Regions from separate parts of the Mus musculus genome. Here region 1 is linked to region 2. Evidence: chromatin contacts called from public HiChIP or PLAC-seq data. All regions are on one chromosome and are shown on one strand. The core of a region is the stretch at or near the end of the contact, and the rest is flanking DNA. Distances in the headings are between cores, read along the strand shown. Region 1 has its middle 16 kb from the start of Ppm1a. Region 2 has its middle 18 kb from the start of Daam1.

Region 1 (6,385 bases), core at 1,089-3,588, 930 kb before region 2:
AGTGAGTTCCAGGATAGCCAGGGCTATACGGGCTATACAGAGAAACCCTGTCTCCAAAAACAAACAAACAAATAAAACAAATAAACAAAACAAAACAAAAAGATTCCTGGAACTGGAGTTAAAGTTAATTGTGAGCTGCCATGTAGGTGCTAAGAATCGAACTCGGGTCCTCTGGAGGAGTAGCAAGTGTTCTTAGTCATTGAGCCTTCTCTCCATCCTTGTAACCCACCTTTCCAATGTCCTCATTGAGTTATTTGGTAAATGTCTTTCTCTTTTCCTTCATCTCTTCCTTCCTTTTTGTCTTTCCTTATTTATGTTGATATACATACATGGGTGCCTTTGTGTATGTAGCAGCCAGAGGTCAAAAACTGGGTCTCTTCTTCAGTTGCTCTCCTCCTTACTGTTTTGAGACAGGAGCTCTTATTGAATGGGGCTTACCTAGGCTGACTAGCAATGAGCCCCAGGGATTCTTCTGTCTGTCTCACTGGCTTTGGAGAGTTACAGGAACATATTGCCACATCCTTTAAAACAAACGAAAACTAACCTAGCCTTTTAGGGTCTCACTATGTATCCCTGGCTGGCTTGGAACTCCATATGTAGACCAGGTTGGCCTAGAAACTCAATATATAGAGCAGGTTGGTCTGGACTCAGAGATCTGCGTCTTGAGTGCTGGCACTAAGTCATGGGCACCACACCTGGCAATCCTCACTCGTCTTTTTATGGAGGTGCAGGGGATATGAACTGAGGTCCTCTTGCCTGCACAGCAAGCATTGCTGACCAAGCCATCTCTCAGGTCCCCCTGATTCATGTCTTTCTTTTGTTTCTTTCTTTTGCAAGTTCAAGCAACTGCTTCTGCATTGGAGCACATTAATTCGGGCAATGCTTCCTAAGCCATTTGGCTCTGAATAAAGTACCTCTGAATCACCATGTTTTGAATCACCTGTGGTGCCAATGTGGGCCCTGAGGACAGCCCATCCCATTAGAAGAGTTACTCATACTGGTGCCAGGTACCAATGCAAGCCTTGTCTGTCCAGCCATACACACTGTCTTTTCAAGTGAATATCAGTGACTTCTTTATAGGACCCAGACCCCCCTGTTGTCTCAACTGATGGCCCACTGGTTCATTCATTCCTTTTAGTAAGAGCTGGGGCTTAATACCAATATTTTAATACAGACTTAAGCATGAGAGTTAAGAGGTGCTCAGAAAGTAAGAAATGTGTGTGGATTTCTTTTCTTTCTTTTTTTAAAGCTAATCCTTTTTTTTCCCCTCTTTTAAAGACTTCTTTATTTATTATATGTGAGTACACTGTAGCTATCTTCAGTCACTCCATAAGAGGGCATTGATCCCATTACAGATGGTTGTGAGCCACCATGTGGTTGCTGGGATTTGAACTCAGGACCTTTGGAAGAGCAGTCCGTGCTCATAACCGCTGAGCCCTCTCTCCAGCCCACATGTGGATTTCTTAAAGAAAAGTCTCACCTCATTTGTTTATTCTGAGCTAGCTGTTTGAAACCCCTTTCATTTGTTTTCAGATAATAGCATTTCAATAGCATTTGGCTTTTCCCTCCCACTATACCTGATATTTAGTCCTTCATTTTTCCTTTCTCTTCTCCTGTTTGATGTAGATAAAGATTATCGATTCTGAATGCCTGATCATAAAGACACCAAAGATAAGAGATACTTCAGTCTAACTGGTTAGAGATGTCAGGAGGTCTATCCAAGATGTGCGATGGCTTTAAGACAATGTATTTCCTCCTTGAATTGGGTTAGTCAGGAAGATATACAAAAGGGAACAATCCCTCAGGTTCCATAAATGTACAGGATACACTTGAGGTACAGTGGGGAAGAGGTGGTACCCAGCCGGTTTTACATTGTGTAGTTACAGTAACTCAATTTCCAAGTCTTAAAAAAAAAAAAAAAAAATGAAGAAAATTTTAAAACTCAAGCAAGTTTTCTTCCCCCCTCCCTGCACCAAATTAGAAGTCCTAGGTAACAGAATCAAAGATCCAAAATGGGCAGACTAACTGGAATTTTAAAACTTCCAGAAATAGCAGGAGGTATGAAGTATAAAGATTTTTATCGCAGATATAAAGGAGGAAGCAGGCAGAGGGAAGATCCAGGCGAAAACATGGCTGGCCCACTAAACCAGACCCTTAGAGAGGAGAGGAGGTAGAGGGAGAGCGAGAAGGGCTGCTGACCCAGAGAGGTGGTTCAGGCCGAGAAGCCAAGAGGGCAGGGCAACCAAAATGGCTGAATTTATACAGTGTCAGGCTGGAGGACGAGAAGCGGAAGCACCGCCCCTGGGAGTGAAAGGTAGGGAGTAGGATGAGATGCTCAGGAAGGTGCCGCAGCCCGGAAGCCAGCAGTCGCTGCTTTGATATGTTAATAGACGCCTCGGCCGCTGGTCCCTAACAAAGATGACACAATTGCAATTTACAAAAATTAGTGTTTGGAAACGATCAAAATAACCATAGGCCATTAATTCAAACTTTTGGAGGCTGTATCGTAACTAAAGGTTACGATAACTAACCTAACGTAACTAAAGGTAACTCTGGGGAAATCTTGAGTTTTCTCAAGTGAGATTCTCATTTGTCCACTGATCTTGCCACTTCCTCCTTTCCGATCCACTCTTTCCACTCTAGTAATCCACAGAACTCTTCATCAGAGGAAAACATTTACACAGCCCATGAAAATAAAGCCTAGCGGAAAGGGGGACCCTGATACCATCTGTATTCCCTGAGAAAAACTGGGCCAAAAAAATGTGATTATGAGATTTCCTGAGTCATCGGGACCTGCTGGGATCTGCTAAAGAATTTCCCGGGCCAGCACACTATTGACTTACAAAACAGGATTTTCTCACTTTTATAAGACATTTCCATTTGTAATGACTTCGCTAAAGATTAGCTCTTAAAACAGGAACTCACACTTGACCTTTCACAGGGGCCCTGTTATAGCTCAGCTATATAGAAATATAAAGCTCACGGTGAGAAACCGTTTTCCTTATCAAAGGTAGCAAGCCTGGCAAGGGCTTGTATTTCCTTCCCCTTCCCTTTTGCTACGTTAGCCAATCACCTCAGATCGTGAAGTGGCGCTTCCTTCAATGGAGGGAGACTCAGATACCATCTCCTTTAGGGATAAAAGAAGGAAGGCATTTTGGCCCCCTTGTTCTCCCAAGCCTGGCTTAGGCTCTGGTGCATACTTTTTACAAGAGGAGTTGCCATGCCGAGCCTCTTTCCCTTCGTTTGAGTATTATTTTATGCAACATCAAGGTTGCTCTTTGTTTCTACCTTGCTTTTAAGAGGTACCTGTCTCTCACGCTGTCTCTGTTGTTAAACGTAATGAACAACATCTCAAGCCTTCAGAGGTTTTGCATCTTTATGCTTTGGTCTCCTTTATTCCCCATGCCCCAGGTGCCACCTTTCCAAGCCCAAGACAGCCCAGCCCAGCTTCCTTCTTCCCTGTCCTTCATTACCCCACACATCACCTTCCTTAACATCTTTCTCCCATTCTCATGATCCCTTTTCTAGCTCCAGAGTCTAGAGACATAAATGCAGACACATATATATATAATACGTACATTTATATATAGAACCTCCACATATGAGAGAAAGTATGTGGCGCTTGTCTTTTTCAGTCTGGCTTATTCAGTTTTTAACATAACGGTTTCCACTTTTCCTGCATATGCCATATTGTATGTTTGTTTATGACCTCAAATCACTCTGTAGCTGAGCTTGACCCTTGAACCTCTTGCTCCCCCTTCCAAGTGCTAGCATTACAGAGCTGTGCCGCCACGCATGCCTGGTTGGTTGTTGGGTTTCAGACTGAGATGAGGGCTGAATGAAGCACATATCTTACTTACTGAAGCAGACCTGACCTCTGGGCCTCCTCAGCTTCCCTCAGCCTGTACTTGGTTTATCCAATCTTCCACCCTGACCTTCCCAACCCAGGAGGTGGGCTCCCCTTCTGCCCCACAGACTCTTTCCTATATAATCCAGACATTTTGGTCTCTAAACCTCTTTTTCTCCTCCCCCGACTTTCTCTCCCCGCCCCCACCTGTCCTCTGTCTCCTTCCCCAGTTAACTTCCCTGGCCTCTTTCCTTGGGGCCAGCCAACTTGCCCGCACAGAGAGCGGTTTCCCAATAAACCTGCATATATAAAATCTGGCTTGAACTGGCTCATTTTACTGGCAGAGAAATATTAATGGTGATAGGAATAAAACCCAGTGCTTGGTGCAGGTTAAGCTTCACTCTGCCAAGTGAACGACAGCTTTAGCCCTTACCAGTTTTAATATCAGCAATGGAACAGGAATCCTATTTTACAAAGTATTTTTCTACCTGGGGCATTCTGGAACTATTTTAGTACATACATGTCTAAACTTACCTATACAATTTTGGCCTATCGTACAGAATTTTATTATGCTGACAACCTTCAGTCCTTCTGATCAATAGTAAAATAGTGATTTTTTAAAAATCAATAATTAAAGCCGGGCGAGGTGACACACGCCTTTAATCCCAGCACTCGGGAGGCAGAGGCAGGCGAATTTCTGAGTTCGAGGCCAGCCTGGTCTACAAAGTGAGTTCCAGGACAGCCAGGGCTACACAGAGAAACCCTGTCTCCAAAAACCAAAAACTAAAACAAAAACAAAAACCCAAGCAGACACCTATGCCAAAGGGAAATTTTTTATATATTTTTTATTTTTTTGGTTTTTTGAGACAGGATTTTCTCTGTATAGCCTCAGGTTGGCCTCGAACTCAGAAATCAGCCTGCCTCTGCCTCCCAAGTGCTGGGATTAAAGGCATGTGCCACCACTGCCAAAGGGAAACATTTTTACACACTATCATTACAAGGTATCTTTAAGTGGTAACTGAAGCTTCCGAGTTAATTTGAGACTTTTTTTCTTCCATTTTACTTAAATAAGTATGTGCATATTTCTCAATTATATGAGCCTTGGAGGTGTTCCATAGTACAACTCGAGTCAGTCCAGGGAATGGTGGTACATTTTTAATTCCAGCCTTGGGTAGGATGAAACAGGAAGATGCCTGCGGCGCTATTATTTGGTACTATGTTCTACTGAGAGAAGTATTCTGCCTTTTAAATGGTTGCTGGAGCACAAACTCGGGCCTTTGGTCTCGTGCAGCATATACTCTCCCCACTCAGTTTGTCTGTCTCCAGCCATAGGTCCAGACTCTTTAACCAGTTTATACAGAAATAATTTAAGTCCCTGCGCGTGTGCATGTGGTCGCCTGCTCTCAGGGACCTAGCAAATGCTTACACCTGCTGCCATTACCCGCCCACCGATGCTGTCATTAGGTGCACTAGGTGCGGTGCGCTGTGGCTAAAAAGGGCCTGCTTTCCCACCCCAAGGCTCTCTCCCGCCCACTTTGTTCTTGGACTCCTCTCTTCCTCCCTCTTCCCCCTCCCCCACCCCATCCCACCCACCCCCGCGCGCTCATGGTTCTGTCTCCACTATCCCTTCCTCACTCCTCTCTCCTCCCTTAGTAAACCCCTTTTACACCAGATCTGTTACATGGAATAAGTTCTTCGAGGTGAACCTTGGATGGGCCTATCAAAGGTACCCCCTCCCACACTGTATTTCTTTCTTTCTCTCTCTTTCTTTCTCTTTCTTTCTTTCTTTCTTTCTTTCTTTTTTTTTTAAGATTTATTTATTATTATACATAAGTACACTGTAGCTGACTTCAGACACACTAGAAGAGGGCATCAGATCTCATTACGGGTGGTTGTGAGTCACCATGTGGGTGCTAGGATTTGAACTCAGGACCTTTAGGAAGAGCAGTCAGTGCTCTTACCCGCTGAACCATCTCACCAGCCCCGCATTGTATTTTGAAACAGTGTGTGTTATCAAAATTGACAAAATGCTAGAACCAAGTTTCTCTGTATAGCCCTGGCTGTCCTGGAATTCACTTTGTGGACCAGGCAGGCTGGCCTCGAACTCAGAAATTTGCCTGCCTCTGCCTCCCGAGTGCTGGGATTAAAGGCGTGCGCCACCACTCCTGGCTGGATTACAATTTTTAGAATAAAATCTACTAAAATTTATCATCATAATAAAAAGGCACATTAAAACAGTGAAATAGTCAAACATAGGGTATATAACACAAGTGTTATTTCAAAAGATGACTCTAATAGGAGACTATCTTAAGGGCCTGTTTCTCAATTAAGTGATTCTTTCAGGTGTCCCATCATAGGACAGTTAGGATTGAAAGCTTCTGAAACGCTACAGACAGAAATTGTGGTATTACATGGTTTGCTGCCTCTTTTACACTATTACAATTTAGTCATTACATCATTTTCTCTCCAAACAAACAAAAAACTAAGGCTTTTTTACACTGCCAAAAGAGGAGTCGATAGGGCATGGTTCCTGCTTCT
Region 2 (6,415 bases), core at 1,304-3,803:
TCCTTTATAAAAGTTGCTTTGGTCATGGTGTCTCTCCACAGTCATTGAAACCTTAATTAAGACATTTAGCATGCGTGAAGGCGGAGTCCCATCCCCAGTACTGCATAACACAGGTCTGGTGATGCAAGTCTGTCATCCCAGCACTCAAGAGGAAGAGGCAGGAGACCCACAAGCTTTAAGTCATCCCTAGCTGCCTAGCAAGCTTGAGGCTATGTTTGAGCTCCATAAGACCTAATCTAAAGAAAACAAAATTTACATTCACATCTAAAATTCTTCCTTCCAAGATTTCTCTTCATAGACCAAGGTCTTCCTGTGGTGAATATTGAATATTCTATATATTCTATTTATGATTCTAATTTCATTGTTCCCCTTTCTTTAAGGAAATACACTCACTTCAAGTTTTCGGCAAAATGGAGTATTTTTGATACTGAATTTCCTTTAGCTGTATTGGCCAGTGATGGTCAGAACTCTATTGTCTTCCCTGGGTCCCCCTTTATTCTTTCGTAATGTGGTTGTCAATTAGTGAGCATAGTCTGTCTACAGATGTGACAATAATGAAAGCACACAAAGACTGATGAGAAGCCACCTGATGTGGCCAGCAGAAGGCAGCTGGCATTGATGATAAATACAATGAATCATTTTTGAAGGAAACTAGACCTTCATGCTCCATAGTGGGGCAAACAGCCATGCAAATCAGAGAATCAAACATACTCCTGACCTTGAGGGACTGAGAGGTTATAAAGATCAAAATAAGAGGAGATCTCTCATCACACCACAGGCAATGTCAACAGAGAAATCTCTTAGCCACTTCAGTGAAGGTTAGAGAGAGAAGTATTTTGAAAATGGAAACTGTCCTGTTTAAAATAGATGGAAAGACAATGGCTTGTTGCTTGGTGGCACCTGCTTACACTTCACTCGTTAGAACGTGACTGTCAGGTAGAAGTGTAAGATAAGCCGATGCCTGCCTGCTTCAAGACTTCTGAGTAGCCACATCTAAACCCGAGCAAAGGCAGTGAATGGGAAAATGGTTGGATAGCAGACACTAGGCTGAGGTTAGGAGCAAGGAGCTCTGGTACACCACAGCAGAGTGCTGACAGACAGTTATGTGCTGTGAGTCACAAAAGGCCAGAGGAAAGGATGTTCACCGTAAAGAAATTATGTAGAGGCTGGAGAGATGGCTCAGAGGGCAAAGAACTTGTCAAACAAGACTGACAACCTGGGTTTAATCTCCAGAACCCAGGGAGAGGTGGAAGGAGAGAACCAAGTCTACAAAACTGTCCTCTAATGTACCCACTCCATACACACATCATGAACACAATAAAGATTAAAATAAGGAACTTAAAAAATATATTTATTTATTATTATATGTAAGTACATTGTAGCTGTCTTCAGACACACCAGAAGAGGGAGTCAGATCTTGTTACAGATGGTTGTGAGCCACCATGTGTTTGCTGGGACTTGAACTCTGGACCTTCGGAAGAGCAGTCGGGTGCTCTTACCCACTAAGCCATCTCACCAGCCCAGGAACATTTTTAAAAGACAAGTGGTAATATGTATTCGAGGAGATACCACATAGCCTATACATACAGGGAACATTATGGGGTAGCCCATTAATGTGTAAAATGTTTATGTGCTTATAAATTAAAAGTTTTTTTTTGTTTTTTTGTTTTTTGTTTTTTGTTTGTTTGCTTTTAGCTGAGGTTGGGGCTAGAGAGATGGCTCAGCAGTTAAGAGTATCGGCTACTCCTGTGGAGTTTTTAAGTTCAGTTCTCAGGACCCATGTACCAGCTCAGACTGTCTGTAACTCCAGGTCCAGGGGATCCAACATCCTCTTCTAGGCACCACTGGTATTGGGTAGATTCATACTCTTATAGAGACACAGGAAAAGCACTCATGGCCATAAAATAGAAAGAAATAATAGCCTAAAAGCTAATATTGCAACTTATTTCTCTAGCCTCAGCAAATATCTAGAAAACAGGTCTGTGATTTTATTAAACTGATTTTGCCTTAAAATAGATATAATTAAAGTAAGCTAATAATTTAATTTGAAAAAGTACATACAGGAGAAATCAACTTTAATATATCTTGATTAACCATACACACGATATTATTTTAAAATACAATTTAAGAATTAGTCACTAGATAGTTTGTAAAGTCTTCAAAATCAGTATATATTTTACACATACCCCATGTCTCAGTCCAGACTAACCTTACTTAAGGTAGATCAATAAACTCTGTGGGGCCAGTATTCCCACGGGAAACACGGCTAACCTAGAACTGTCAACCCAGAGGGGACTCTGTGTCCTACAACTCAAACTTAATGGAGATTTGTGGTATTTCACTTCCTTGCTCCATTTCCACCTGCCATGGCCAGAAACCTGGAACAGACAGGAAGGGAACAGTTTCTTTACATTTAGAAAGGTTTGGGATTTCCAAGGATGATCAGGGAACCCTTGTATCATCTGAGGAATTTAGGGACCTGAGAGAAGTCCTTTGTCAAAAGCAGGCTTTCTTTGTGATGGATCTGAAGCATTCTTTGCATTCTGGGGAATTTGATTTATGTTCTGGCAAACAGCTCTGCTGTCCTTGCGAGGCCTGGGCCTGGCTGTTTGCGCTGTGTCCTCTGTAGTTTGGATTGAAAGGAATTCATCCTTCAGCCCACGCCACCTTTCTTATCTGGGACTACCTGAAATAATGCCCCTCGGAAGCATTTCCTTCTGCCTCTGGTCTCCTTTAAAGGGCCCCGGCTCTTCCTTGAGAGTGGAAGTGAGAACAATGGATTCCATCTCTCTGGTGTTTGGACTTTTTCAAAGCCGACTCACAGGCACCACACTCTGCAGTCGGCCAGGATTGGCACTTTCATGAGGAACTGACTGAAAACTGAAAAATCTCAGCGATCTGACCAGTCTCTGGCAAAGGTTTTCACATTTCAGTATGCAAAGGGATCTATGAGGGTGCCCAGAGCGGGGGCAGTTTTCAAAATTAATTAATTAATTATTTATATTTTTTTCCTGAGACAGGATCATGTTATGTAGATCATGCCATCTTGAACATGCATGTCCTGTTCGTCTGTTTGTTTGTTGTAAAATTAACGTTAGACGCATCTAGGAAGAGGAAACATCCGATTGGCGAGCTTGGTAGGCATTTTCTTGGTTAACGACTGATGTGGGAGGGGCCAGATCACTGCGAGCAGTGCCACTGGGCACCAGGGCAGGTGATCATGAGCCAGAAAGCAGCATCCCTCCATGGCCTCTGCGTCAGGTCCAGCCTCCAGGCTCCTGCTTTGAGTTCCTGCCCTATGTCCCTCAGTGATGGCTAGCTGTGAAGTGAAAAAAAACCTTTTTCCTCCACAATTGGTTTTTGGTTTGGTTTGGTTTGGTTTGGTTTGGTTTGGTTTGGTTTGGTTTGGTTATAGTCTCTGTCACAGCAGTAGAAACCTAACTGGACATTGTGCGTTCTGTGTAACACTGGCACCCTTAAACTTACATCTTTCTACCTTCTCAAGTGCTAGGCTTACAGGTGTTGCGCTGCCATGACCATAGGAAGAACAGATTTGTCTCCTCTTCCTCCTTCTCCTCCTCTTCCTCCTTCTCCTCCTCTTTCTCCTTCTCCTCCTCTTCCTCCTTCTCTTCTTCCTCCTTTTTCTCCTCTTCCTCTCCTCCTCTTTCTTCTTCCTCTTTCTCTTATCATCGTCGTCATCACCATCCTCATCCTCATTAGCCGCGGCGGCGGCAGTGTTATTATTATTAATTTTTTAAAGAAAGGGTCTCACTGTATAGCTCAGGCCGGCCTGGGATTCCCGTACTGATGAGTCTGCCCTTGAGCTCACAGAGCTCCGTCTGCCTCTGGCTCCTGAGTGGTGGGATGAAAAGTTTGTGCCACCACACCCGATATGGAAGTTTATTTTTAACAAGCTCGTCTGCCGCTTCTGAGCCGGGTGCCCTTCCCCCGCCCCCCCCCCTTACAGTTCAGAAACACTGGTGAGGGCTGGAACCCAGGTTCCCAGACCTTGAACTCATTGCTTTGTGCCTAGCCTTGCATTTTACCACGAGCTTGGGTTCGGTTTCTTTGGCTCGGTAGAGGGTTTGCCTGGACAACGTGAAATCCGGAGTGTCTGTTTGTGGGAAGGTTTTCTGGACACGTGTTTATAGAATGAGAGCAGTGTGGGCGCTAAATGGAAACACTGAGCACCACAAGAGGAGCAATTTGCTACTGACCTTTCTTGTCTACACACACTCAAGGTTTTAGGGTTTTTTGTTGTTATTCATTAACTTTATTTTTAATTGGTAAGGCTTCTTCTTCTTCTTCTTCTTCTTCTTCTTCTTCTTCTTCTTCTTCTTCTTCTTCTTCTTCGATAAGTTAGAAAATACAGCTAAGCAAAAACTTACCCATAAACCCAGAAATCCTCACTATCTTAATGATCCATTAATATAACTGCCGTTCTTAAACTTTAACCTCAAACTTTACCGTAAGCTTAAAAAAATGTCTGCCTCTATTCGTTTTTTAAATTGTGTGTGTGTGTGTGTGTGTGTGTGTGTGTGTGTGTGTGTGTGTGTAGGCATGTGCTTGTGGAAGTCAGAGGACAACTTTTCAGACTGGCTGCCCCCTTACACCTCACTGAGGCAAGGGGATCGATCTGATCTGCAGTGAATAACAGGCTGGCTGGCCTGGGAACTTCTTTAAAGATTTGGGTTTCAGAGATTAAACTCTGATCATCAGGTTTTAGGGGCAAGCGCTTTTACCTGCTGCCCTGGTTATCATCACCCGCACTGCCTAGAATCACCTGAAAAAAAAAAAAAAAACTCAGTTAAATAATTGTTTTTATCTTGTTGGCCGCTGGGCATGTCTGTGAGTTGAGTTAGTTGGTGACCAATGTAGGAAAGCCCATTGTACTGTGGGTGGTAAAATAGTGTTCCTGGGCTGAATAAAGAATCTGACTATGAGCCCGGGGTAACTAGGGAGAGAGCCACCAAGCTGGCGGTGTTCTTCTGCGTTTAGGTTTTCTAACATAGGTTCCTAGTTAAGTTCCTGCAATGACGTCACTCTGTGATGTACTATGACCTTGAAGTGTAAGCCAAATGAACCCTCTCTTCCCCTTAGTAGCTTTAAGTCAGAGAGCTTCATTACAGCAACATCCAGGAAACCAGGATGCTGCGGAGAACTAGCCTTGCCTAGCCTTGCCCCCTGTGATGTTTTAGTTCCAGTTTTCCCATGGGATAATGTAATTACCCCCCTCGCCCCCCAATCTTAGAACTTGTAGAGTTTTTGTCTTTATAGTGGTGCTGAGGAATTAACCCAAGGCCTGGCACATGTGTGGTGCCACAGAGCCCTGTACCTTATATTCTCTATTTGTACAATATACGTGTTAAAACGATTAATAACACTTTGTTCTGTTTTTACAGAAATCAGACTGTTCTCCTTATACCATTCTGTTTTTGTTCTTCTTATTCAGTGATGTTTTTAGATCTGTTTTCATTCAGTTATCTAGAAGTCAATTTCTTTCCCTTATGACTTTACCATCTCTTATTTATCAATTTCCTGCTATGGAAAATTTTGACCCCCCCACAATGGATTTATATATTATTAGTAATATGCTGATATACATGCCCTTTTAGAGATTTATTTTTAATTAAATTAAGTTAAATTTATTTATTTATTTACTTACTTACTTACTTACTTACTTACTTATCTATTGACTGAGAACGCTAGCTGCTTGCCAGAAGAGAACACCAGCTTCCATTACAGGTGATTGTGAGCTATCATGTGGTTGCTGGGAATTGAACTTGGGATCTCTGCAAGAGCGGTCAGTACTCTTAACTCCTGACTCATCTCTCCAGCACCCATCTTTTAATTTTTTAAATTAATTTATTTTTATTCTTCTTACTTAAAGTAAAAGACGTCTTTATTTTATTTTATGTGTCTAAGTGTTTTGTTTGCACAAATGTCTGTGTACCATGTGCGCGTTTGGTGCTCCTGGAGGTCAGAAGAAGACATTGAATCCCTTGGAACTAGAGTTATAAATGGTTGTAAGTTTCTATGTAGGTTTGTGGAATTGAACCTGAGTCCTCTACAAAAACAAGTGCTCTTAACCACCGAGACATCTCCCTAGTTCCCGAATGCATGACATTTATATTTCTCTCTATGAATAAATACAGTCTTCTAGACTAAACACCCAGCAACACGACAAAAAGCATTGGGAAAAGAGTTGAATATGATAATTTAAAAAATAGATGGTATCATATTTATCTTCCAAACTGTGTATTTAGCTTTCTGTCAGTAATATAAATGATATATATCGATTTCCAGAATTTTTGCCAAAGCTTGCTACTGGAAAAATAAAGTTGTTGACTTCTAGATAAACACACCATATTATTTTAAATTGGTAGGTTTGTAATTGGGCTAAACAATTTTTATT

Evidence for each region. HiChIP or PLAC-seq counts read pairs in DNA pulled down with a chosen protein or histone mark.
Region 1: a contact with region 2 is called in an H3K27ac HiChIP or PLAC-seq map of embryonic stem cells, with 8 times the contacts expected there. The contact joins two enhancer-like sites. A contact is called at or near these places in 3 of 39 promoter capture datasets (hematopoietic stem and progenitor cells, hippocampal neurons and pre-B cells), 1 of 484 Hi-C or Micro-C datasets (Sertoli cells) and 1 of 115 datasets of contacts at active chromatin or transcription factors (embryonic stem cells).

What each region holds. Positions count from the first base shown.
Region 1 is chr12:72,741,609-72,747,993 of GRCm38.p6, reverse strand. No RefSeq gene overlaps it. Among named protein-coding and RNA genes, the nearest start is that of Ppm1a, 16 kb to the left of the region's middle. Within about 2 kb of position 2,338, at least 29 of the 459 cell types and tissues checked have an H3K27ac peak or open chromatin away from gene starts, as enhancers often do. A contact at or near this core is called in embryonic stem cells, where this site is marked.
Region 2 is chr12:71,810,194-71,816,608 of GRCm38.p6, reverse strand. No RefSeq gene overlaps it. Among named protein-coding and RNA genes, the nearest start is that of Daam1, 18 kb to the left of the region's middle. Within about 2 kb of position 2,553, at least 14 of the 459 cell types and tissues checked have an H3K27ac peak or open chromatin away from gene starts, as enhancers often do. A contact at or near this core is called in embryonic stem cells, where this site is marked.